4 separate regions of the Mus musculus genome follow, and all the other regions are linked to region 3. The links are chromatin contacts, called in public HiChIP or PLAC-seq and promoter capture Hi-C maps. All regions are on one chromosome and are shown on one strand. Each heading gives the region's core, a stretch centred on a gene start, on an enhancer-like site or on the middle of the called end of the contact. The rest is flanking DNA. Distances are from core to core; before and after follow the strand shown.

Region 1 (6,538 bases), core at 1,769-4,268, 2.2 Mb before region 3:
CCCTCCCCCACTGATCCTGAGTCAAGCAACACCTACCTCCCAGACTTGCATACAGGCCAATATGAGGTTATTTTTCTCAGCTAAGGTTCCTTCTTTCCAGATGCATCCATGTCAACCAAAACACCATCTCTAAACAAAACAAAACTGCATATAGAGTGTGCAGGTGAGGGGACAACTTTGTGGGCTCACCGTGTCCGACTACCTTTGTGTGGGTTCCAGGAGTTGAATTTGGGTGGTCAGGCTTGCTGGGCAGGCATTCTGCCTACAGAGCGACCTCAGCAGCAACTGTGCAAACACCTCTTTTTGTTTGTTTGTTTGTTTGTTTGTTTGTTTTTTAATCTCAAGTAGTCCAGGCTGGCCTAGAACTTAAAGACTATATATCTAAAGGGGACCTTGAACTTCCAATCATCCTGCTCCTATCTCTTGAGTGCTTGGATTAGAGGCATGGCTCACTATACCAAGTTGGCATGGTTCTCAGGATCCAACCTACCGCTCTGTGCGTGACAGGCACGCATTCTACCCACTGAGCTTTGTCCCCGGCCCAGTTTAATGAGCTTTTACATTTTTAACTTTGAGACAGTCTACTATGTTGCCCCAGGCTGGCCTAAATTTAGGCCTTCCGAAATCTGAGACACATATGGACTACCGCACCCCCACTATTTGTTTAATTTTAAGGTCTACACATGTGGAGCACCACACCCCAATTTTTGTTTTGTTTTAAGGTCTATGTTGCCCAGGCTGACCTTAAACTTTTGAGCTCAGAGTCCCTCCTGCTTCTGCCTGCCGAGTAATGGGATTCTTTGAGTCTTGAGTTTGTTGAGGATGGGAGCTTTGCAACTAAGACCTAAGACCGGAAACTGTGGCAAATGCTCTCCGGTTGAACAAGCCTCTTCTCTCCAGGCCTTAGTCAGGTCTGTCAGATCCTCCCAGACCTCCATGATCTCCAGCTGGAGGCATACGGTGAGTGAGCTCATTTCTGTCCTGGTGCTCTGGGATCTGATGACCTTCTGCTTCCGGTAAATGTCCCAGGAAGTGGGGTCTGACAGTCAGGATGCCACTGGATTCAGGCATCCTTATCAGACTCACGATGCTTCCTCTGGCCAAGTGGCCCCTGTTTCTCAGGTGATGAGACCTGGAGAAGCGTGCAGAGCTGAAATTCCCTGAGAGAAAGAGAGACAGAGACACACACACAGAGAGAGAGACACACACAGAGAGAGAGACAGAGAGAGACAGAGAGAGAGACTAGGTAGTGGGGAACTGAGCTCAGCCACATAGGGAGTTCTTTGAAGTGGGGCTGGAACCTAAGTACCCCAAGCAGGGGGACAGAAGTTCTAACCCCTTCACAGGCATCACATCCAAAGAGACTATCTGCCCCAGAAGTCAGGTATCAAGATGTGTAACTTCACTATTAAAGTATAATTGTTTAAAAAAAAAAAAAAAACAAAACTTCAATTAATCCTAGCACCTGAGAGGCAGAGACAGGTAGATCTCTTGAGTTCAAGGCCAGCCTAGTTTACATAGAGGTTCCAGGACAGCCAAGGCTACCCAGAGAAACCCTGTAACAAAAACAAACAAGCAAACAAACAAACTTTAAATTACCAAGTTCCTAGATAAGGAAAAGGCTAGGTGTGGGATGGAAAGATGAATGAGAATCCAAGCCAGCAAGAGGGCTGGAGAGTGGTGGGTATGGAGCTGACAGTCACTCTGGGAGGGGCGTTCAGGAGGACCAGAAGGTCTGGAGTGAGGCTTGGAGCCCACAGTGGAGATGGGGTCTGCAGTCAGGTCCTCCTGACCAGTACAAGTGACCATATGGCACGGTTCTTCCTAAGAGGTCCCAGGGTGGCTTTGGTCATACACCATTGCCGGGCTCTGTCCACATCTGTAAAATGAGAACAGGTGTGGGTCTGCCACACTGTGAGCCCCGGGTCCAGACGTATGAGTTTCAGAGTCGCTCCTACACAAAGGAGCCCTAGGCGGGACAAAGCAGGCAGAAAGGGACGCCCCGGGGCGGGTGAGTTTCCTCTCTACGCCATTGGAGAAGCTGAGCACGGAGGCGGCGTGCTTCTGGCCAGGAGGTGACCCTGCAGCGCCACCGTGCGGCCGAAGCAGGCTCCTATAACCCGTCGAGGGCTTCGGGGATGCCCACAGCTGTGGTTATATCAACTAAGAAACAAGAACTGGCATTTATTGGAACGTTTGCTGTAAGCTAAGCGCTGTGCCTGCTGCACTTTGAAGCGAGTATTCTCATCTCACAGAAGAGGAATCTGAGGCCTGAGTGAACTGGTCTAAGAAACTCGGAGTGGAGAGGCCGAATCAGGCATTTCCCCAGCATTTTACTAGATACTTGGAAACCTGGTATGGGAAGTTTCCAAACCTGGTATGGGAGGTTGGAAACCTGGTACTGGCGTTTCCAAGTCCTCCCATCTTCCTAGGGCTGGCTGGCCCCTCCATTTCTGCTCCAGTGAGTGTCACCCACTTCTCCATGAAAACTGTATTCTGACTACAGAGATCAGAAGCCAGAGGGTTTGTCTTCTCAGACGTCCAGGAACCTTGGTAGAAAAAAGGGCCTTCAGGGCCTAAGAATTGAACCATGAAAACTGTCTGGTCCCCACTTCCTGAAGGGGTGAAAGGGTTGTAACGCCCCACACTGTGGGAGTTCCAGGTTTGCTCTGCCTCTAACTGCCTCTGTGACAGGGGGAGTCCTTCCTCAGCAGGACTTCAGCCTTCTGGTTAAAAGGGAGGCTTCTAGATCATGGTAACCTCTCCTCCCACCCTAAATTTTCCCTCTCCACAGCTGCTCTCTGCCCCACCCAAACCAGTTCGAACATTCCCGGCGAAGCCGAGGACTGTGACTTGAAAGGCCCAGGGGGACACCGTGGCCCCATTCCAGAGCTTCCTCTGAAGCTCTGGGGAGAGAAAGGCCTGGGGGCGGGGAGGGGGCTACATTATGATGACCTCATCCATTCTATGACGTCACCCTCTCTCCCACGCCCACTCCTCTCTGGTCAGCTGCTCTGCAAACAACCATCAGTACAAACCCCAAAGGCCTGGAAAAGTCTGCCCTCCGGTACCTGCTACGAATCTTCTGTCTCGGCCAACAAGAAGCACCATGAAACTGGAATTCACAGAGAAAAACTACAACAGCTTTGTGCTGCAAAACCTGAACAAACAGAGGAAGCGTAAAGAGTACTGGGACATGGCCCTGACTGTGGACCATCATGTCTTCTTCGCACATCGCAACGTGCTGGCTGCCGTCTCTCCACTAGTGAAAAGCCTCATCTCCAGCAACGACATGAAGACCACCGATGAACTCTACATCACCATCGACCCCAACTACCTGAGCCCAGCCACGGTGGACCAGCTCCTGGATTACTTCTACAGCGGCAAAGTGGTGATCTCAGAGCAGAACGTGGAGGAGCTGCTCCGGGGCGCACAGTATTTCAATACCCCACGCCTTCGGATTCACTGCAATGACTTCCTTATTAAGTCTATTCGCCGCGTCAACTGCTTGCGCTACCTCTTCTTGGCTGAGCTGTTCGAGCTCAAAGAAGTATCAGACTTGGCCTACTCTGGCATTCGTGACAACTTCCACTTCTGGGCCAGTCCCGAGGGCTCTATGCACTTCATGCGCTGCCCACCCGTCATCTTCGGTCGCCTGCTCCGGGATGAAAACCTCCACGTGCTCAACGAGGACCAGGCGCTCAGCGCACTCATCAGTTGGGTGTACTTCCGGAAGGAGGAGCGGGAAAAATACTTCAAGAAGTTCTTCAATTACATCAATCTCAATGCGGTCTCCAACAAGACGCTGATGTTTGCCAGCAACAAGCTGGTTGGCTTGGAGAACAACTCTGCCCACGCGACCTTGATCGAAAGTGTCCTGATGGACCGCAAGCAGGAGCGCCCGTGCAGCCTGCTGAGCTACCAGCGGAAAGGGGCCCTGCTTGACTCGGTGGTCATCCTGGGTGGCCAGAAGGCCCACGGTAAGTTCAACGATGGGGTGTTTGCCTATATCATCCAGGAGAACCTGTGGCTGAAGCTCTCAGAGATGCCATACCGGGCAGCCGCGCTCAGTGCCACTGCTGCTGGCCGTTACATCTACATATCCGGTGGCACCACTGAGCAGATTTCAGGACTGAAGACAGCGTGGCGGTATGACATGGACGACAACTCCTGGACCAAGCTACCTGACCTGCCCATTGGGCTTGTCTTCCACACCATGGTGACCTGCGGGGGAACAGTTTACTCAGTGGGTGGGAGCATTGCCCCACGCCGGTACGTCTCTAACATTTATCGCTATGATGAACGCAAGGAAGCCTGGTGCTTGGCGGGGAAGATGAGCATCCCTATGGACGGGACAGCAGTCATCACTAAGGGTGACCGGAACCTGTACATTGTCACTGGGCGATGCCTGGTGAAGGGCTACATCTCCCGGGTCGGTGTAGTGGACTGCTTTGACACCTGCACGGGGGAAGTGGTCCAGTGTATCACCTTCCCCATCGAATTCAACCACCGGCCCCTGCTCTCGTTCCATCAGGACAACATCCTTCGTGTACACAGCCACCGGCAGAGCGTGGAAATCAACTTACAGAAGATCAAGGCCAACAAGTCGACAACCTCAGTACCTCTGTTGCCCAACAGTTGTCCCTTGGATGTATCCCATGCTATCTGCTCCATTGGAGACAGCAAGGTATTTGTATGTGGGGGTGTCACCACAGCCAGCGATGTCCAGACCAAGGACTACACCATCAATCCTAATGCTTACTTGCTGGACCAAAAGATAGGTGAATGGCAGACCCTTGCCTGCCCACCTGAGGCACTGGACTGTCCTGCCTGCTGTCTAGCCAAGCTGCCTTGCAAGATTCTTCAAAGAATTTAAACAACTTTTTAAGTGGGAGAATAAGTAAATGCATTATTATTCACAATTTAATGACAGAAAGCAAGGGAGGAATGTGACTTTGGATTCCTTTTAGTGGGGGGTCAATGCTTGGGGCTACACATGTTCCTGATGGATAGGATTCAGGGTTAATATCTCAATGGAGGTAACTAGCAGAGATGGGGTCTCTGGTTGGTGGTCTACAGTGGGTAGATTAATTAATTAACTAGTTAATTAATTTTGTTATTCCAGCTCTGGAGGTCTCTAAACTGAGTCAGGAAAAACAATCCTTGGTGGTTGTGGGATTGAAGTTCCTCCCAGACTCTGGGCTAGGGGATGTTTGAGTGGTGCCCCCCCCCACCCCCAATCCCTGTAGTCACCTCTCAGGGATCTGCTAGCATAGTAATCTCTGCTCAGAGTAGTGATGGCATGGGCTCTTCCAGCATGTGTTTGCTTCAGGTCTTCTTGGGAGACAGGAAAGGACCTCTCCTAAGCCCAGGAGAGTAGCCTTGTAGGCTGGGGAGGAAGGAGGTGTGTGGGCAAGTCCAGGGACAAGCAGGGTCGATGGCCTGTTGTATTTGTGTCACCTAGGGTGGTTTATGTCTCATCTCGGGGGAAGTTGAGGATTACTTACAATGGTCACTGCTTCTAGTTGGAGAGGTTCACGGAGAACGTTCTCAGGAATGTGAGGTTTGAATCAGGGGTGGACAAGCTACAGTAAAGGGAGAAGAAAGAAATCCAGATCAGTAGTGGAGTGAAGCTGTAATGGGGATCGGGAGGTAAACTCGGGTACCAGCTCAAGAACCCACTAGCTTATCCTGGGCAAATTAACTTATATCTCTGTGCCTTCATTTCCTCTTCGGTAACAGAGATATGGTGAGACCACCTAACTAATAGTGTAAGTGTGGAGTCTTACTGAGTGGAATGCCCAGGACAGATAGTCCCCTGCATGCACTGTGCTGAGGACACCCCCCCCACCCCACCCCCCACACACACACGACTTCTGTCACAGGATCCTATTCTGTAGCTCAGACCCCTTGGGAACTCACTGTGTAGCTGAGACTGGCCCGGAAGGATGACCCCCTGCCTTTACCTAATGCCTCTTTTGTAGCTTCTAGTGCTGGGATCACAGGTGTGTGCTCCCACATCCAACTCAGAATTACCCTGTTAAAGGATAAGCCTTGCTCCATCCAAAGATTTCCAAGATCCATTGCTTCAGGATGCCACTGAAGGGTAAAACCTGGTGTCGAGAAAGTCCTCTTATAGAAACCAATTACCTAAAGAATCCCCAGTGTTTTTCTAAATTTCTCCTTTAGATAACAGGTATAAAGTCTGGAATTCAAAATTGGAATATTTTGGTCCAAATTGTATTATTCAGAAATGCAATAGAATTGTTTTTTAAAAGCTTTATGAGAAATAATTTATACTCCCTATAATGAACTTATTTAAAATATACAGCTTGGTGGGACAAGTTTCTCCTGCCTATAATCTCAGCAGTCAAGATGAGCCAGGCTTACACAATGAGTCTCAGGCCAGGCTGGGCTGCAGGGGGAGTCCCTGGTTCAGAAGGGGCTGAGGGCTGGAGAGACAGCTCAGTGGTTAAGAGCACTGGCTGCTCTTGCAGAGGATCCAAGCTCCATTCTCAGCACCTACATGGTGGCTCAC
Region 2 (6,957 bases), core at 465-2,964, 2.1 Mb before region 3:
AAAGGCTTTGTGGGTGTGTCGGGAAGGCAAGAATTGGGAGAAGTAGCATCCATAGAAGAGTCTATCATTCTACGGGCAGTGTTGTATGTGTTCAGTGTCACATTTGGATCGATCGTGTAAGTGTCTGGTCTATAGTAGGTGCTCATGTGTTTGACAAATAGGTAGGCAGAAAGAGCCCTGCTAGGCAGTTGGGAGGATAAAACGGAGAGGCTGCACAGTTGTGCTTTTTTTTTTTTTCAGCAAAGGGAAGGAAAGAGGTGGTTGCTGACTTAGTTCCTGGGAAAGACGTTTTTATGAACTAAGCATTTAACGACTTAATGCCAGCTCCTGACAGTGTGTTGAGGGCAGTAATAGTGTAATCTCAGCACTTCCTCTTGGGAGTTGACAACTTTCATACTCAACACAGTAGTGGCTGGGATTCAGGCTATCCTGCTGCTTGAGGGCGAGTTTAGGCGATTTATGTAACGACTGTCACGGCTTAGCCTGCTTTCTTCTCTGTTAAGGTACATAATATATACCACAAGGTGTTTTAGAATCACATCAATTTGTCTGTGATTGCTTACTGGTGTGTAGTAAGCAGTCAGTGAATTTTAGCTACTGTTTTTCTGGAAGTAGGAAGAGGCGTTAAAAGGTTTGAAGGCAGACTGGAGAAATGGCTCAGCGGTTAAGAGCACCAACTGCTCTTCTAAAGGTCCTGAGTTCAAATCCCAGCAACCACATGGTGGCTCACAACCATCTGTAATGAGATCTGGTGCTCTCTTCTGGTGTGTCGGAAGACAGCTACAGTGTACTTACATATAATAAATAAGTCTTTAAAAAAAAAAAAGGCTTGAAGGCTTTGGGGTATACCGAGTAAATTGAAAGAGTAGGTGGGAGCTCTGCTTCATGTACTTTCCAGAGGGACAGATTAAAAAAAAAAAAAAAGACGTAAACTTGCTCCCTCTGCAGGGAAAATGCCCATGGGAGATGCCCACAGGTTAAACAGAAGGCTGGGCCAAGACATATGTTTAGGGATAGGTAACCAACCCGGTGAAGTGGCTGGGGTAGTCATGAAGAACAGATGGTTAGGAAGGAGGTGGGGCAAGTCAGATATTGAAAAATATCCCTCAGTGGTGGGGGCTGGAGGAGAGGATATAGAAAGTATTTATTGGTGGACGACAGAGCGTGTGGTCACAGGCACGGTGTTTCTGACAAGCCAAGAGAGATGAATTAAAGGTTGTTTTTCTGGAGGGAGATTAATTTTATTGGTAGAAATGGAAGAAAGAAATTAAAGAGTGTTACACATGATATTTAAATATGCTGTGCATTTACTGCATCCAAACACTCCGCATGCCTCTGGATCCATGCAGCATCCGCCAGCGAGGCTGCGGTGTCGCAGGTTTCGGATGAGACCTGGTTACTGTGCAAGCTAAGCTGTGCTCTAAGGTACAAGCTAATCCTCGGCTCAGCTAGGATGCAGCCCTAGGTCTGCCTGACTTCACTTGCTGACATAAACATAAGGTTAAAGTTGCCTTGCTCCATGGAAACTTTACTCTGCCCTTGGTTATTTTCTTCTTGCGGGGATGGGGTGGTGGTTTGAGTCAGGGTCTGTTCCTGTAGTTCTGGAACTTGCTATAAATAAGGCTGGCAGAACTCGAATCACCTGCTTCTGTCCCCGAGGTTCTGGGGCTAAAGCGTGGGCTGCTCTGCTTGAGTGGCCTCTGTGGCTTTCTGGACTTCCCTTTATTGGTTTTTTTGAGAGAGTTTCTCTGTGTAGCCCTGGCTGTACTGGAACTCACTCTGAAGATCAGGCTGGTCTATAACTCACAGAGATCTGCCCACCTCTGCCTCCCAAGGGCTGGGATTAAAGGTGTGCCCCACTCTGCCTGCCTTCTTTCTGGACTTCTTAAGATGCCTGAGAAAGTTTTCTGCATCATTGGTGTTAGTGGAGTTGTCTTAAATCAAAGTCCATAGATATAATTCCTTTGTTTCTGTAGACTGTTCTTTGACTTGGGTCATCTGATTGATGTAAGAATGAGAAGACTATCGAGATGGCTCAGGGGTTACGAGCTGCAGTTCCTAGCATCACATGGTAGCTGGAACTGCAGTTTCTGGGGATCTGATTACCTCTTCTTGTCTTTGCCGGCATTGTATACACAGTGGCCTGCATATACATACAGGCAAAGCACCCATACGCATACATAAGTCTTTAGAATGTCAGAAGAATAAAGTAATATCTAGTAAAGAGCTCAAAGCATGTGCCGGGCCAGGATGATTCCTCAGACCCAAAGGGCAGGCTGCCAGTAGTTTAGGAGTATGAGTGTGCAATGCTCTGGTTTTATTAGAGTAGTGGCCAAAGTCGTCTTTTGGCGCTGTCCCTAGGCTGAACCGTATTAACAGTGCTCGCTGTAATCTATTAACCATACTGTAGGACTGGTCGGGCTAGCCATCGGAGGCTCAGGGGTCGAAGAGTATCTCACTCTTCTACCTTACACAAAAACAGATTCCAGGTGAGACAGACATTCTTTAAAGTACCGGCAGAAACACCAGTGAGATGGCTCAGTGGGCGAAAGGCCCCCGCTGTCAAACCTGATGGCTTAAATAAAGTGTGATTAGTTATATAAAAGAAAAAAAAATGTTATTATGGGATAGCCCTTGCAGAAGCCACAGAGTAATAGTTGGTAACATTTGCTGACAAATTGAATTGAAACTCTCAGGATTAAATGTCATAAACCAAGTTGAAAAACAATATGGGGTGTTGGGATGTAGCTCAGTTGGTAGAGTGCTTGCTTAATATGCATGAAGCCCTGGGTTCAATTCCCAGTACCGTATAACCTGACTTATACAGTGGTGTAGGCCTGTATTCCCAGCACTTGGGAAGGGAGGCAGAGTATTCGAAGTTTAAGGTCATTCTCACCAACATGATGTTTTTCCATGATGTTTGAAGACAGTCTGGGCTACAGTAAAAGCCTGTGTCAATTAAACACGCGCGCACGTGCAAATGATGAACATAGGAGATGGCTCAAATCCTGCACAAGCGAGACTCTGAGTTAGATCCCAAGTACTCATGTGAAATCTGACTGCTGTGGTAGATGCCTGCAAGCCCAGAGTTGGGAGGAGACAGGATCCCTGGTGCTTGCTGGCCAACCAGCAGACCATGTCTTTAAAAATAAGGTTGAAGTCACTTGGGGGAAGATATCCAATGAGAACCCCTGAGTTCCACATGCATGCACAGGTGCACAGAGAGGCGCCTGGGGAGGGAGGTGAACAAAATGGGGGAAATACTTGCAGTATTATAGATTTATTAATAAAGAGAATTTCGAGATCAGAAGACAGTAAAAACAGGCAGATCTCAGACAGTTGAATAAAGAAGAAAGTCAGATGTCAGATACCTCGTTACCTCAGAATAGGAACCTTCACAGTAATACATACCCTGTGGCCTGGCAATTCTTCAACAAGAAATTCATCAAAGGACTACACCAGCCAAATACTTCTATTCACTGTTAGGAACCTTTGTTAGAATTATTAGGCTATATGCCACCTACCTTTAGTTTCTTTCTGTATGGTTGACGCTCACCTGGAATTTGCCCAGGCTGGTCTCACAACCCTTGATCTCCTGCCTCAGCTTCTGAGTGCTGGCACTACAGGCGTGTATGAACACGGATAGTTCATATCCACACCCTGGCCCCTGTGTGCGTGCAGGTCAGAGGCAAGCTTGCAGGAGTCCTGTTCTTCTACTGTTTGGGTCACAGGGAGTGGACTCAGGGTGTCAGGCAATTTTTTTTTTAAATTGGGTATATGAGCGTTTTGCCTGTGTGCATGTTTCTACACCATTAGGGTGCCTGGTACCCATGAAGACACAAGGAGACCATTGGATCTCCTGGAACTGGAGTTACAGATGGTTTTAAGCTGCCCTGTGGGTGCTGGGAATCAAACCTGCATTCTCAGAGGGCCTCCAGTGCTCTTACACTGTGCCATCTTTCCGGCTCCCTTCCCCCACCGAAGTATTTTGCCTTTTGATCCTAGGGCCTCTCTGAGGCATGCAGGCTAGGCAGGCTCTCTTGCCATTGAGCTATGCTCTAGCCCCGCTGTCACTTCTTACAGGCTATTCAGTAGCTTCTAGTTGCTGCAGCACACAATATTGTATTCTCGTATATAATCCTTAATCCTTAAGTGGCCCTGACTGACTTGCTGAAATCTTATGTCTTACAGATGCTGTTGACGGAGTGATGAATGGTGAATACTACCAGGTACAGAGTGCTCTTAACTATATTAAATAACACTAAACTAGAGCCTTAACTGTGATTTGAACTGACTGACCTAAAAGAGACCCCAGTGCTGGTGCCCTGTCTGCCAGAGTAGACAGTGGCAGTGGCAGTAAGAGCTTTTTGGAAAAAAAAAAAATAGAATTTGAAACGATGATCATCATCCTCAATTTAAGCACTATGTGCCCTATGCCATATCCAGTACTATAGAAGTCACTGGGAACAATGTGGGCCTGGCTGTCCTGGGATTCACTAAGGAGACCAGGCTAGGCTGCCTCACAGTTTAACTTGCCTCTGCCTCCTGAGAGCTGGGATCCACCACTAAGCCTGGCATTCACTAGAACTTTAACGCTCTTTCTCGTTGTTAGAGTCTAATACGGTCAAGCTGGTAATGAACCCCAGGTGGCCACATCATATAATTCTCAAATCAGTTTGCAGCTCTGAGGTTTTGTCAATGTGTTATTAGGTCTCAAGTCTTTACCCACTACAGAAAAGCACCCCTGCCTTCTGACTCATAGTCGTCTGCAGTTTTTGATCCTTCCCTGATTTGACTATAGTTGCTATGCATTTTCTTTTGAATTCTTTCTTAAAATTTACCGTTTGGTTAGATGGCATTCAGTGACTGTCTCCTGCATGGTACAGTGTCATTTGAAGCCCTAATTAGGCTCTAAGCTTGGCTTTGTTGCTTTGAAGGTTAGCGCATATCTCTCTGTCGAGTGAGGAGAGAGACTGATCACAGTCCTAATGTGTCCCTTATGCATCCAGCCTCAGCTTTCCTGTCACCTACTCGTGCCCCACTTTTTAACAGATAACAACTAGTTTGCCTCCCTTCTGAGAGTGCAAGGACCCAGCTCGGTAATGCTGTAATGCAGGGAGTGCTGGTGGCTTGTAGGGCTCTCCTGTTGCGTTAAGTCATCCTTTAACATTTTACACAGCCTCGCTATGTGACCTGTTCTACTCTTAGGAAGGATGGGGTACTGATAGAGTGTGTGATTGTTTTGTGTTAAGGAGAGCAATGGTCCAACAGACAGTTACGCAGCCATTTCAGAAGTGGATCGATTGCAGTCAGAGCCTGAAAGTATCCGTAAGTGGAGAGAAGAGCAGACAGAGCGCCTGGAAGCCCTCGGTAAGGAAGCCCTTTTTGCCTTCGGGTGTCTGTTTTCAGTAGAGTAGCTGACCTGGACTGCATTCTTGTCCCTCGGAAGCTTGCATCAGCCCTAGTGTTTCTGATCGGTCTTGAGGAAGTTTTATTTTTCAGACTAAAGGTCGCAAGGCCACTGACAAGGCTATACCTCATCACAGGCTATTGCATGAGAACACAGGAGCATAGGGAGGCGTCCTCCCAGGGAGAGCCCTGGATTTGAGGTGAAAGGCTCAGTTCAAGATTTGCTGACTAGGGGGGCGCCTGGAGGAAGTCAGTTACTGACCTAGAGCTGTTCATAAGGGTATATGGGAACTTGAAGTACTGTTCATTTGAGCTACACGGATGGTTCATTTGTCATTTGAAAGATGAACCTAATGTTAGGAAATGTGTTCGTAACTTTCCATTGCTGTGACATCAGAGTGGAGAGACTCAGCTTAGGGAAAAGGGTTTGATTTGGCTCATCGTTTCAGAAAAGGGCTCCTGGCTCTATGATTTTTTAGGTCTGACAAGATAGAAACATCCTGGCAGAACAGACAGAGGACATTGTTACCTCAAGGCAGATGGGAAACAGAGGAGCCAGGGGCTAAGGACGTTATTTACCTTCAGAAGGACTCTCAGCAGCCACCACTTCATCCAGGCTCCCCTTTGTTACCACATCTCCCAGTGGTCCATTCTGTTGTGAATCAGCCATGGATCCACCCATCAATTAGGTTGGATCTCTTGTAGTCCAGTCACTTCCCAACAAATAGCACCGTGAGCCTTTTTTTTTTTAAGGTTTATAGTTGAATTTGTGTGTATGAATGTTTTAGCAGCATGTATGTCTGTCATGTGTCTGGTACCTGCAGAGGTCAGAAGAGGGTGTAGGATCCCCTGCACATGGAGGTATGGATGGTTGTGAGCCATTATGTGGATGCTGGTCTTCTAAAGTCCTGAATCGTCTCTCAAGCTCCCTACATGAGTCTCTTAGGGGGTCCTAGCCTATCGTTTCCAAATCATAACAGGGAGCCTGGACTTCTTTTCTTAGCCTAATTGTTCCTATAAGGTAAGGGGTCTTTTTGCATTAAAAAAAATATTTATTTTTACTTTATGTGCATTGGTGGTTTTGACTGCATGTATGTCTGTGTGAGGGTGTCAGATCCCCTGGGACAGGAGTTACAGACAGTTGTGAGCTGCCATGTGGGTATTGGGAATTGAACCCAGGTCCTCTGGAAGAGCAGCCAGAGCTCCTAGCTGCTGAGCCATCTCTCCAGCTCCCTTTTGCATTTTTATGAGTAAAGGTATTGAGGATTATAAGTGGATTGTTTGAAGCACACAGCTAAGAAGTGGTAAAAACAAATGTGAGTTTGTCTGCTGTGCTTCGGGATCCACATCCATCCCACCAGCCACACTGCTTCCTAAGTGCGTCTGTGTGCATGGCCATCTCGCCGGGCAGGCCAGGCCCTGCCTTGGCATCAGCTTCTGGTAGAATTGTATACCTTAATGTCACCTATTCCTTCAAGATGAGGGAAGCCTGCTGTGACAGTGTGAGGAGGTGACCAATAGCATCTCTTTGTAGCCCTGCCTGTCCTG
Region 3 (6,367 bases), core at 1,649-4,148:
CTTGCAGACAAGTATCTTCTGAGACGTAAGCAAAAGAGAATATAGCAATCAGCTCTTTGGTTACTTCTTGAAGCAGACATGAAGCTAATGGACTCATGAAATGACCAGTAGCCTCCTACCCCAAGCTCTCCGTTCGTCCCCTCGCTCACTCCACAGTGTATTTATGTGACAACTATGCTCTACCAGGCTCTCTTCTACACACCAGGAATAGAGCAGTAAATGCAATAGGAAAAAGTCTATCCTCTTAAGTTTACAATCTACTAGGAAAGGTAAGCCGATACATTGATTTGAGTTGACTTTTCTTTTCTTTTCTTTTTTTTTTTTAAATATTTCAAAGGAAAATGAGTGGAGTAAGGAGGCAAGTGGAAGGGCTCCTCATACACAGGAAGAGCCCTTCTGAGGCAATAGCACTCATCTTCAAAGAAACATGAACTAGGAAGTAAGCCAGGGGAAAACAAAACACAGGGCAGCACATGAGAGCAGAAAAGCACTATGGACTTCCCAAATCAACCAACTCCAGTGTTTCTGTAGCTTTGTTTCTTTTGTTCTCAAATCTCAGAGCCAAAATTTCCAAATTGCTACTGTGGCCAAATCTTACCAAAATGGATACACTATAACCAATGCAGTCTTCTTTGTTACATTTGATTTACTTCTGTGGCTACTTGTGCCGAGATGCCTGCCAGTTCCATATCTGCACAGGCTCCAGGGATCAAACACACGTTGTATTGTCAGGCTTGAGTGGCAGGGGTTTGCCCACAGAGCCATCTTGCCAACCCCTATTTTTTTTTTCCAACAAAATTAAGAAAATTTTATTCTTGAATCTTTTTTACAGTCTAGTCTTTATCCACCTTCCAGTCTGCCCTCTGTTCCTCATCCCACACCTTCTCTGTCCCCTGCCCAAGAGAATGCCCCCACTCCCTGGGGCCTCAAGTTTCTTGAGGGTTAGGTGCATCTTCCCTCACTAAGGCCAGACCACACAGTCCTCTGCTATATATGTGTCTGGGGCCTCCTATCAGCTGGTGTATGCTGCCTGGGCCAACCCCTAGTTTTTAAATTAATTTTTCTGAGTCTGGGTCTTGCTATATAGTAGGGGCTGGCCTTGAGGTTCTAGTAATCCTAAATTTAAGATTCCCCTTGCCTCTACTTCTAGAATTCGGGGCCACTATACCAGGCCCAATGCTTTGCCATCCTTTGAAAGTCAGCAATCCACTTTGAACTACACTCACTTCTTATCTGATTTAGTAATGGTTAAGGTTTGGTTTCTAACCTTGGACCAAGGTGCATATTTTACATATCAAAGCAGACATGGTCTTCAGGTTCTCCCAGTATCCCATAGTCCCTATCTGGTATACCCTGTCCCAACCCTGAACCTTCCCCCAGAGGCTCCTCTCTATACAATCCAGACCTTTTGGCCTCCTTGTTGGGCCTCCTTCCCTTCTTTCTTTGCTCCTGTGTTCTTCCCTCCTCCACCCCCATCCCCATAGTGACTTCCCTGGTCTCAATCCTGGTAGCGGTCAGTGAACTCACCTGAGAGCAGATTCCCAATAAACCCATTTTTAATATATTCTCATCTGGCTCGAATTGGCTCATTTCAGGCAACTGGAGCCAGATGAGAATATATTAAAATCCTTTCTTGGAGGACTCTTCCAAAGTCTTACTCTGGATAATCTGTCCTCAATAGCAAAGGATGAGTGATAATTTGTACCACTCGCCCTTTGCTATTAAGTCCGTCAGACTACAGTACCTGTGATCATTCCTGAGAGGGTCACTTAGGGCTTCAGTATCCTGAACACCGTCTCGTTGTCCCATGTACAGACGGTGACAAATGTTAATTAATACAATATAGTACTTGCTGAATGAAATAAAGCAAGAGTTGAGGAGTCAGAGAAATAACTCTGTAGGTCCCTGACAGTTAGTCATGTAAATTTCAGAGCAGAGACCAACAGATAAAGAAAATAAGTCTTGATTCCTAAAATGTGAACAAGCTGGACTTTAGCAGAAGAACATGGTGGTTTACACACAATGACGGGAACAGAACCCAAGAAGCCATAGTTTGGAATTCGCAGTGGAAATTCCTGGAAAGATGGATTGCTTGCATGTACGAATAAATAAATGAAAAGAATAGAAAAACGATAATCTTTAAAATAAACAAAGAGAAGTAGAGCCGGAAAGATGGCAAGATGGCTCACTGGTTAAGAGTGCTTACTGCTCTAGCAGAAGACCCGGGATTCAGCACCCCCACCCCGCTCCCGCGCACTCTCCTCCTTGCTCACAGAGAGTCTGAAACTCCAGTTCCAGGATGATGTACAGACTTACAAATACATAAAATATTGCTTTAAGTCTGTGAAGAGTTTTAAGCATAGTAAATAAGTTTGACTAGACTTGCTCTCAGAGTATAGCAGGCAGTGTTAGTGGATAAACTGTAACACAGGAAGTGAAGGAGCTAATGACTCCTCCCTAAATTCTTGGATTTAAGCAAACTACCGAAACGGCCATTTACTGTAACAGGTAAGACTGAAGGAAAAGTTTGGGCTAGACCATGGACAAGACAGTTTGGTGTCCATCACAGGGCAGAGGACGTCCACATACTGTACACGTGCAGAGGAATAGAACAATTGGAACCACACCGATCAGTAGCTGGGGCGTCCGTCAGCTGGGAGAAGTAGGCAGTAGGACTACAGTGAGCAGATTCAGCCGGACGGGCCTGGATTCCCTACCGCTGAAAGTGGCTTGCCCTCCTCCCCGCTCAGGTCTCCCGAGGCGTCTACAGCGGGATGGCGAGAGAGAAAGAGAGAACACCTACCCGCAAACCCTAGGCCTTTCCTGGGTCTCCCTTCACCAACTTGGCGCTGCTCCCCGCCCTCGAGCCCACGCCCCCCGGCGCGCGCGTGCGCAGAGAGTCCCTGAGCCGTCACCTTTCTCCGGAAGTCTCCTAAGTCGTCGGCGCAGGGGCCGCCGGGAAAATCCCGCCGGGCCTGTATAAAGCCGAGGCGGGATCGCTGCGGCCCGGATAATTTAGCTCGCTGTCCAGAAGGGCCCGGGGTGGAAAGCCGGAGGAGGCGGCCGCAATTGGACTTGCAGACGCCGGCCTTCCACTGCGGAGCCCATCCGGTGCCCCTCTGCACGCGCTTCCGGCAGGCGTCGTAAGCGAGTGCGCCTGCGCGCCGCTCAGTCCGCGCGCCTCGCCGCTGACCGCGCACCGGCCGGCCGGCAGCCCGACGGTTCTGGGGTTGCAGGCGGCTAGCAACTCAGATCGGCTGCGCACCAGCAAGCAGCATGTCGCGGAGGCGGCACAGCTACGAGAACGATGGTAAGTGCTCTCGGCCTGGCCACTGCGTCCGGGTGAGAACCGAGGCCGGGCTCGCCTTCAGTCTCCCGGGAACGGATAGGAATCCTTTCTCCCCGGGAGGGCTCGGGGAGCCCCAAAGGGAGGCTGCTGGCTCGGTTGTGGATAGTGGCTTCGGGAAAGCGACGGCCTCCCTGCTACCCCATCTCCTTCAGTCATGGGAAAGGAAGGCCTGGTGAATCCCGTGAGCAAATCCGACCTGGGGTCCCGCGACACTGAGGACTTAATCCCTCACTACTGATCATGGAAACCGCACGTGTGTCTGTCTGCTGCTGCCTCTTAGGATCACTTAGTGGAGGAGATATATCTAGTGGACCAGTGTTTTCCTTTTAGCCCTCCAGGGTGTACTTGGAAAGGACCCTGGGAAGACAGGAAAAGAACAAAGCTATGACAGAGGTCGGATGTATTGCAATCTGAGCCCTTCTCCTCCACCTGCCACCCGCTGATTCCCCTCTTTTAGGCTTCAAAAAAAGAATACCAACACCCCAGAGGTCACTAATAAACAGGCACGGGGTGTTTTGTTGGATTGGCTTTAAGCATATTTCCCTTATAAGAAAGTGCAGGAAAACCCGAGCAGATTATTAATTCTCATGTCAGTTTTGATGGTCGCCGGCAAGGACGTCGTTGTGTTGCCATAAATTTTGTTTTGTTGCACCATTATTGCCTTTCAAGAACACACTTGGAGCTGTTAGTGTTAGGTCCAAAGGGTTAAGGCAAGAAAAAACTTTAGAACCGAAGGGTTTAGGTTCGAAGCTCGACATCTCGATTATTTACTATGTGATCTTGTCAGGGTCATATGACTTCTTAAACCTAAGCGTGGACTGTGGATAATACTAAGCCATTTGGTTTCTACGGGGGGCTAAATGAGATATTGTGCTCACCAGTAGTTCATGATGATGTTTATTTTGTCAACTGCTAATGTCTCAGAGGTGATACACACAGATAAATGCTGACATCGTTGAGAAAAAAAGCCCTCCCTCCCCCAAGTTTAATTGGGTTAGCTTCCTCCCTTGGAATGTTAAGACAACCAAGCGAATCCCATATAGTGGAGCCCCAGGTTTCTGCCAGTAGTACCTGAGAGAATGTCCTAATACATCAGGAGTGCCGACTTGCTAAACAGTTTCCTAGCTTCTGTGCTTGCAGTGGAGTAGGAGGCAGTAGAACAGTGGAGGCTCCCTCCCCTGGGTTAAGACAAACCCCACAGCGGTATAGTGCAATTCGTTATAAGGTCACGGGGTTGTGGAGAATAATGTGAGGTAAAGGGTGTAGAGACCAAAGTGAGAGAGAAGCTGGTTAGGTAAGGCCTCCTTGCAGATGGCCTATGGCTTCAGTGATGTGAGGATGAGCCGTGTGGATGCTTGGAGGAAGCAGAGGTCCAAAGGAAACCGTGAGTTAAGGTTAGAACATTTCTGTCGTGTTAGAGAACAGACAGCAAGGAGGTCATTGTTGGTAGAAGAGAGAAAGTGAGGGTAGAAGTTGTGAGACCGGGGAGTTTAGATGAGCCTCTTACCTCACTGGGCCACTTGAACATTTCTGTTAGGACTATATGATTGGGGATTCACAGAGATACTACAAGGTTGCTAATCAATAAAGTTCCCGTAGTTTATTTAGAGTCACAGAAAGGGCTATGGTAAATGGAAAGTATCAAATCTAACTCAGTCTTAGACTCTTTTGTTTGTTTGTTTTTGAGACAGGGTCTTTATGTGGCTGTCTATGTATGTAGTCCTGGCTGTCTAGAACTATGCAATTCAGGCTGGAACGCCTGTTCCTATGTCCTGGCTAGATAGATCCCACTGACTGCCCTGCCTTACCCCAAGGGGAATACCATACTTGGCAGGCTTAGATTCCTTAACAGTATCTCTGAACTTCTTCAGTAATGTTGGATATACATTTTATCAGTGTGAAGTATATTGTCTTATTGTTAAGAAGGAATTTAGGCCCGGCGTGGTGGCGCACGCCTTTAATCCCAGCACTTGGGAGGCAGAGGCAGGCGGATTTCTGAATTTGAGGCCAGCCTGGTCTACAAAATGAGTTCCAGGACAGCCAGGACTACACAGAGAAGCCCTGTCTCGAAAACCCAAAAAAAAAAAAAAAAAAAAGAAGGAATTTAGATTGAATCTTAGTCAAAAGTCCAGATAGCCTATTCTACTTCCACTTAGGTCTTTATATTTTATTGTGGCTGATGTTTTTACACTTAACTGTATGAAAAGTTTGTTATACATAGGGACAATATACTTTGTTTCAGAAGTGATATTCTTCTACCATTTTAAATTCTAGTTTTAAGTTTGTAGAGTCAAAGTTACTTTTTTCTTTTATGGTGGTGTTTTTTGTCTACTTTGTTGATCTGAATTACAGTCTGATTCTAACAAGGGCATAGGAAACAGTACAATGTATCTTTGTAACATTCGGTTCCTATTGCAGGGAGAAAAGATCTGGTGTCTTGTTTGTTTGTTTGTTCTGTTCTGTTCTGTTCTGTTCTATTGTCTGTTTTCCACCCACCCACCACCTCTGGTTTCTCTGTGTAGCCCTGGCTGTGTAGACCAGGCTGGCTTCAAACTCAAAAGATTTGCCTGCCTCTGCTGGCATTAAAGGCCTGCACCACCATGCCTGGTGTCTTAAGAGCCTTTAGAGTGGTTATTAACATAAAGGCCACTTACTCTGCACTACCAGTGTTTGTAGCAATATGTAACTTTTACATATATTATAAAACTTACATAGCAAGTAAGCCTTTTCTGGATTATGGTGTCAACATAAACCTGTCTCTCTTTTATTGTTCAGGGTATGAAAACATACAGCTAGTTCTCCAAGAGGTGTCTAAAATATCCAACAAAGTGCTTTTCAGCCTTCCTGGTGCTGTGACCCTTTAATAACTCATGGTGTGGTGACCCTAATCATAAAATTATCTCATTGCCACTTCATAACTGTAATCTTGCTGTTGTTGTGAATCATAATGTAAATATCTGATATGCAGGCCATCTGGGGGTCATTTGACTCCCAAAGGGGTTGCAACCCATAGGTTGA
Region 4 (6,640 bases), core at 969-3,468, 2.3 Mb after region 3:
TTTGTCTACACTGTCTCCTCTATGAGCCCCTGGCCATGGTCATCAGACAGCTTTCTACACACAGATGTGACAAGGACAGGGAGCTTTCCTTGCTCTTATTCTTTATAAATGGGGCACTCCCTAACCATGCCAAGGCACCAAGCCTCGGCAGGCACTCAGGTGGCTCCCACAACCCTCTCCAGCTTTTCTTAAAGCTCCTTTCACATTCTTCAAAAATAATAAATTCTGTCTTCCACTGCACACCCAGTTGAGCACTTCTGGTCTAACAGAATTACCTTAGGTCATAAAGTCATAATGCTACACATGGGAGATTTAAAAGTAAATAAATAAAAGTTTACAGTGCTGATAGAATGAATGGATGAATGAATGAATTCTGCTAAGACAGCATATCCAAATTCATAGATTTATGACCTTAGGACCCCTTAAGTAGAAGTTGCCTACTACACAAGAGGCTAAGAGCTGGCTTTAAAGGGAGCACAGTGCATTTGCCTGTGTCAATACTAGACCTGCAGAAAGACTGCTTGAGCTCAGGCACTTTGAGGAACCTGATCAATACAGCAAAATACCATCTCCATTTAAAAAAAAAAACTATTTCTAGAATCGGTGTGATTCTTATCCAAACATATTTTCTACTGTGGTTATGTATCTATAAGCCAAGGTACAGTTACCAGATTTTACCAGATTAAATAAGTAATTGCCCTGTCCATGCTTACCATACCCAGAGCTGTAAGCTGACAGTTGTTTCAAGCACACATGCATGTGTTAGTCAGCCTCAGGACCAACACCTACCAAACATACAAGCCTCACACACCCAGAAAGCCCCGGGACTCATCCCTTTTAATACAAAGCTGGTTTTTACCTATTAAGCAAGCATACTCTGTAAGTTTTTTCTTACAATTTTATCAGTAGTGTTTCCAGAGATAAAAGAAAACGGTTCACAAGAAAGAAAAATTGACCCTGTGACATCTTGCATTATCCTCTAGGCACTCTTTCACGTGTGATGATGGGTCGGTCGGTCTGTCTCTAGCAATCTACATCAGACCTCATTCTCAGTAAGTTGTGCCGTATCACTTCAAGTACACTCTCATCAGTCTGCTAGGAAAATTATGAGGGCTAATAACTTTTAAATCTCGACAATTATTTACAGAAACATACTGACAATTTTTTTCCCACTAGGAACTTGGTTAAAGTTCCATTAGATGCTGCTATTATTTCCATTTAAAGATTTTCGTAACACTGGAAGTCAAATAGCTCTACTAGACTAGACCACTTTTACAGCAGTAGATAGTACAAGGAAGCTAACTCCAGCCTCGGAGCCTGAGCTCTCACTGGACTTGATCACCTTTTTGGTAAGCTTGAAAACTCACATACACATACACATACACATACACATGCCTGCTGCAGGTCAGTCTTAATGCTAACCTGAGCGGAAGAAAGACTGCAACTTAAGCAGACTCCCAAGTAGTTTGCCCTGCGGCCAGCCCATTACCTTTCCTCCTTATTTCCAACTATTCCCGCTCTCCAAAAGAAAGGAAGAAATCAAGGAGAGAAAGTAAGCATTGCAGCAGTTGGCCTACGGTGATTCTCTCCAACCCTTCGCGTCTCCAAAGTTCCCCAAATTCGAGGGGGCAGAAAGAGAGGGTCCTCCGTCAAGGGGAGGGGGAGGAGGGCAGCGATCAGATCCGCCCGCCCGTTTTCGAGCTCGCACACCAAAAATGGAAACTCCGTTTGTCTTTTTTTTTTTTTTTCCCAAAGAAAAACCATGGTTCCTATACCTCAGTGGACGTCGAGTGGAGTCTCTGGCCCGACCCCCACACGCCGGCCTAACACCCGCCGAGCCTCCGAATCGGACCGCGGCCGCTTGAGGCGTTTCGGAAGCCCCTCGGCCGGCTCTCACGCTCGGGGTGGGGGGACAGCTAGGACCCCGGCCGCCCTACCCGCCGCCACAGTCCGTCCCTCCGCCTGGGCCTCGCGTGTCCGCGCCCCAGAAGAGCCGTGCAGGACAGACAGACGCCGCTCACCTGAGAGCCCGGACGGACCCGGAACGCGGAGACGCGGCGGAGAGCGAGCGACCGTCAAGCCCCGCAGGAGCACGCCGTGAACCGCCGGCCGCAGGCTTTCCGCTCGCTCCCAGAGCGTGTTTTCAAATCGCCTCGTCCTCACGCGGACGCGTCTCCTTCCGCCGCCCGGAAGTGGGGGCCCTCCCTCGCCGCGCTCACGTGACCGCAGGTCGCAATCGCGCGCAGCCGGAGGGCGGGTCCAGATTTGCACGCCACGCCCCCTCTAAGAGGGGCTGCGCCGGAAGCTGGAGGAAAGAGAGGAGGGTCTAGGGTCCAGCAAGCCGAGTCAGGTCTTCCAGCATCCTTGGCTTGGAGGATGTTGGCTGGTTACAGCTTGAAAGGCGGTCTTCTCCCCCCAAGGACTTCAGTTCTTCAAACCTGGAGCTAGAGAAAAGTATAAACTGAGCTTAATTGAGGAAGGAAAAAGTTTCGGACAGCAAAGATAGCATTTCTGGGAAGGGTAACCTGGACTAAAGGCAAATAGACAAATGCTAAGAGGTTACAAACTATACCTTGTGGCAGAGTCCCGGAAACCTAGGACAGGGTTTTCCCCAATTCAACATTTTCAGCATATAATTAACTTCTACTAATCAAAGTAAGTGGATTTAGAGAAATTTGAGACATTAAAATGCCTACAAAGAAGATGTGAAGAAAGAAATCTTGAAAACAAAACCATCTAAAGATTGACTTAGCCACATATAAGGAAAAGCATACAGATAGAGTGTCAGCCTAGAGTCAAATTTGTCTTTGCAGCTTCCTACATATAAGAACTAGAAAAGCCTAATACCTTATATTGAGGTTCAATATACGAAGTAGGGATAAAACGATAATAACTAAATTCAGGAGACCCAAGCATCAGAATTAAGGTCACACCTCCTCTGTGTTAATGAATAAAGAATAAAGCCAAAAAGCCACCACACAGACAACCTCCCCTCCCCCACCGCACCTGCCTTGGGAGTTGATGACATTATATGTAAAACTATAAAATAAAAAAAAAATTATAAAGGCTTATGCCACCTAGATATGCCCCCTAAACTCCAAAATGCTACCAGCTTATTCAGAACTTCTCCCTTCAGCTTTGCAATGTATATCTATCTCAGTATCAACAAGGACTAAAAGATAACTCTGCACATCCATTCTGAAATATTTTCCTACAACCTCTTCACCTTAAATAGCATCCCATCCTGCCAGTTACTCAAGCCAAACCTTAAAAGCTGGCATCTTTCTGAGACCATGTGGCTTCTAACCCAGGAGAAAAACCAGCTGGCTCTGACTTCCACTATTAATCACCATCTCCCTGGCTACCTTCAAGGTCCACATCACCCCGATCAGAGGAAAGAGCCGGGAACACATTTCTCTCCATCTTAGACCCCATACAGTCTAACATTTGCAGAGCAGTTCTCGGAATATTTTTTTATATATGGCAAAGCATGTCACTATAAAACTCTTCGGTGGTTCCCCATGTCACTTACCCCCCCAAATCTAGAGTCCTTCTGATGGCCTCAAATCCTACCATATTGGAACAGTCCTTTGCAGTCCTCTGAGCACTGTTTTGCTATGTTCCCTTTTCTCTCTGTTCCTGTGACCTTCACTTCTTTGCTCTCCTTAAATACAAGAGACGTGTACCCCTTTATCTTTCTAGTTAGACCTTTTCTTTATATTCCTATCTGCCTGAAGTACACAACCCAGTAAATCCACTGGACAAATTTCCCTCACTTGAATTTGCTCAAACATCTTCTACCTTCAAGGTATGCCTATCCTGGTGGCCTGAATTAAAAATCATAACATATTGTCCTACATATAGACATTTCCTTCCTCTGCTCAACATTTTTCTTTCTTAGGGTGTACCACCTTCTAATGTACTGTATAATTTACATACCGCTTACTACCTGTCCCCCTCACTCACCACTAAAATATATGTTTCATGTTGCACCTCTGTTTGGTTCAGTCTATATCCTAAATACCTAAAATAGTGTATGGAGCATAGTAGGCCCACAATAAATATCAACAAAACACATGCTATTTGGTAATGTTCAGCCATAGTTCTTTTGTTTCCTATTTTGGTGTAGAACAGAGATTATAGACTCAGAGAAAAGCAGGCCTGGTGGCTTTGTGTGTGGCTAATATAAATATTAATGGTGTGGGAAAAAAAAAAAGCAGTCACTTTCGAACAATGGGCAATATTTACCCTGAAGGAATGCAGAGCAAAATTAAACCCCCAGAAATGTTTATAAGAAATCTAGTCTTTAAATATGGGTAGTGTTCTTTGGATTTGAAGTTGGTCCCCAGCTAACCACACCATTGAGAGGTGATTGACGCTAACTCCATGGATGATTTAATTAGCTTACCATTGATAAGTTCAGACTGAATAAGCAATAAGAAGTAGTTTTGGTTAGAAGGAAAGGCTGGTGGGGGTGAAGCGCTCCTGGCCCTTTTGAGTATGCCTCTCTCTCTCTCTCTCTCTCTCTCTCTCTCTCTCTCTCCTTCTCGGCCACTTCAAAGTGAGCCTGTCTTTTCTAGGTGCCACAGGGCCAAACCAGCAAAGCCGGTTGGCCATGAAGTGAACCCTATGAAACCATGAACCAGAGTGAATCTTTCCTCTTTTAAATTGTTTATCTCAGGTGGTTTTTGTCAGAGCCATAAAAAGTGACTGACACAATTGCCAAACAGATAACATTCCCCCTGAGTTTTAAAACTGTGTGTGCCAACAAAACAGTTATGAACAGGCTGCTAGTTTATTGTCTCTACTCTAAAACATGAAAACTGTGAGCATAAAGACTGGACTTCTCAACTTGTAAGTGACAAATTCTACAATTACAAGGAATATCTACTTAGAGATCTTTGTTACATAACAATACTAATTAGCAAGATTTCTTGACCTAGGCCAGAAAAGCACTGTTTACAGTAAACAGGCATTCTAGAATGTAAAGAGGAGTGTATTCCTAACACTCGCTAATTGGCCACACAAGTGTTCATTTCTTTGGCCCTTACAAAACCAATTGGCTAAAATAATAGAAATACATTGGCCTTCAGTTCTGGAGACTGGAGTCACTAGAAATCAAGACATCAACAATGTTGATTGCTCTTCAGACTAAGAGAGAGAATCTGCCCTATTCCACTCCTTGCTCCTGGAAGCCTTAGATATTCATTGCAGATCCTATTCTCTGTATTGTGCACATCGACTACCCTGTAGGTATGCCTCTGTGTGTATGTGTTCAAGCTTCCTACTTTCATAAATAATGCAAACTAAGGGGTCTTTGAAATGAGACAGCCTGAGGGTCTTGATCAGGTTTGTATTCAGGCAGGAAAAATCTGAAGCACAATACGTAGCACGGCAAACAGAAACAACGGTTTAGAAAAGATGTTTATTGGGGGATGAGCAGATGCAGAGAGAAAAAGGACCCACTGCAAAGCACAAATCCAGTCTTGAGGCCTAGTGGTCCTCTCAAGTGTTTAGTGTTGGTCAGTTTGAAGAAAGCTAGAACGGTTTGATTGGCCCAGAACTGTTGTGTGACATGGCCTAAGCAGGCCTTGAGCCTGTCCATCAGCAGGGGGCCTATTGGCTTATCTCAGATTTTGTCTCCTATTGGGCTTTGTAGGCTTTTGTCTCCCAATAGGAGACAAAATCTTACAAAGCCTTAATTTTAAGCTGCCAGGCTTTTGGCTCAAGTCAGGAGGGTGAGGAACAAGTTGGCCCTCTTGGAAATCTACCACCTTTCTTACTTCACCATGGCTCCCCTGCCAGTCTGCCCAACAGGGAGTCTGCTTCTTACTGGCTACTCCTAGTGTCTCATAAAGATACCACCAATCACATAAGATTGAACATGCCCTAATGACCTCATCCTAACTTGATCATTCCTATGAAGACCTCATTTCCAAATCAACACATCCAAGGAAACTGGAAGTTAAAATGTCAAAATGCCCTTCAGGGGACACAATGCCATCTGTATAGATGTCAAGATCTGTATCCCTACATCTCTACAATATATTAACAACTTCTTTCCCTTTTTATCTATGCTCTGAAGCATGACAAAAATCCTAGCTTAAGCCATACATTTTTGTGGAGTTGAATTGCTAGTCATTAAGCTAGTGCCCTTCAGTTTCAAAGTTATTGCCTGGGCTACATAGGGAGAACCCTACTGCAGGAAAATACAAACAGAAACAAACAAGGGGGAAAAAAGGATCAAATGCTTACTTGAAATGTCAAAAATGGAAGAAAGGACAATGAGCTACCACCAGTGAACAACCACAGGAAGCAACTACTTCCATATATCAAAGACAACAAATGGACAGAGTAGGGGATGATAGATGTGAGTGCTTAAAGATAGAATCCACGTAAGACTTCCAGAGACACAGACATGTTGGCTACTGCCACAGAGGTGGCTTAGTGACACTTCTCTGAAAGAGGCAGAAAACCTGTGAACTGTAATCAAAGGCAGCGTCAGAATGGAGTAGCCACCTAGTAACCACTACCTGTGCTCCCGTGACAGTGACTAGCAAGGGACAAGCAGAAAAAAAGCAGTTCCCTTCTCTCTTCTTCCTTTGTTCTCCCACTCCAGGCTCCCATGGGCAGGCAGCAG

Evidence for each region. Promoter capture Hi-C pulls out the DNA fragments that hold promoters and counts their contacts. HiChIP or PLAC-seq counts read pairs in DNA pulled down with a chosen protein or histone mark.
Region 1: a contact with region 3 is called in an H3K27ac HiChIP or PLAC-seq map of embryonic stem cells, with 8 times the contacts expected there. The contact joins the promoter of Ccin here to the promoter of Tstd2 in region 3. A contact is called at or near these places in 1 of 39 promoter capture datasets (pre-B cells) and 2 of 115 datasets of contacts at active chromatin or transcription factors (embryonic stem cells and large pre-B cells).
Region 2: a promoter capture Hi-C map of pre-B cells shows a contact between it and region 3, with 7 times the contacts expected there. The contact joins the enhancer-like site here to the promoter of Tstd2 in region 3. A contact is called at or near these places in 2 of 39 promoter capture datasets (liver and pre-B cells) and 2 of 115 datasets of contacts at active chromatin or transcription factors (astrocytes and large pre-B cells).
Region 4: a promoter capture Hi-C map of neutrophils shows a contact between it and region 3, with 3 times the contacts expected there. The contact joins the promoter of Tex10 here to the promoter of Tstd2 in region 3. A contact is called at or near these places in 2 of 39 promoter capture datasets (liver and neutrophils) and 1 of 115 datasets of contacts at active chromatin or transcription factors (astrocytes).

Annotation. Positions count from the first base shown.
Region 1 is chr4:43,980,486-43,987,023 of GRCm38.p6, forward strand. It overlaps Ccin (calicin), which reads left to right and starts at 3,019. Exons shown (of 1, transcript NM_001002787.2): 1 at 3,019-5,048. The coding sequence starts at 3,110. The coding sequence ends at 4,876.
Region 2 is chr4:44,014,622-44,021,578 of GRCm38.p6, forward strand. It overlaps Clta (clathrin, light polypeptide (Lca)), which reads left to right. Exons shown (of 6, transcript NM_001080384.3): 3 at 4,192-4,229; 4 at 5,253-5,370. Among named protein-coding and RNA genes, the nearest start is that of Clta, 14 kb to the left of the region's middle. Within about 2 kb of position 1,715, at least 22 of the 459 cell types and tissues checked have an H3K27ac peak or open chromatin away from gene starts, as enhancers often do.
Region 3 is chr4:46,135,577-46,141,943 of GRCm38.p6, forward strand. It overlaps Tstd2 (thiosulfate sulfurtransferase (rhodanese)-like domain containing 2), which reads right to left and starts at 2,899. Exons shown (of 10, transcript NM_173033.3): 1 at 2,804-2,899; 2 at 1-18. Ncbp1 (nuclear cap binding protein subunit 1) reads left to right here and starts at 2,935. Exons shown (of 23, transcript NM_001033201.3): 1 at 2,935-3,310. The coding sequence starts at 3,277.
Region 4 is chr4:48,471,245-48,477,884 of GRCm38.p6, forward strand. It overlaps Tex10 (testis expressed gene 10), which reads right to left and starts at 2,219. Exons shown (of 15, transcript NM_001355740.1): 1 at 2,022-2,219.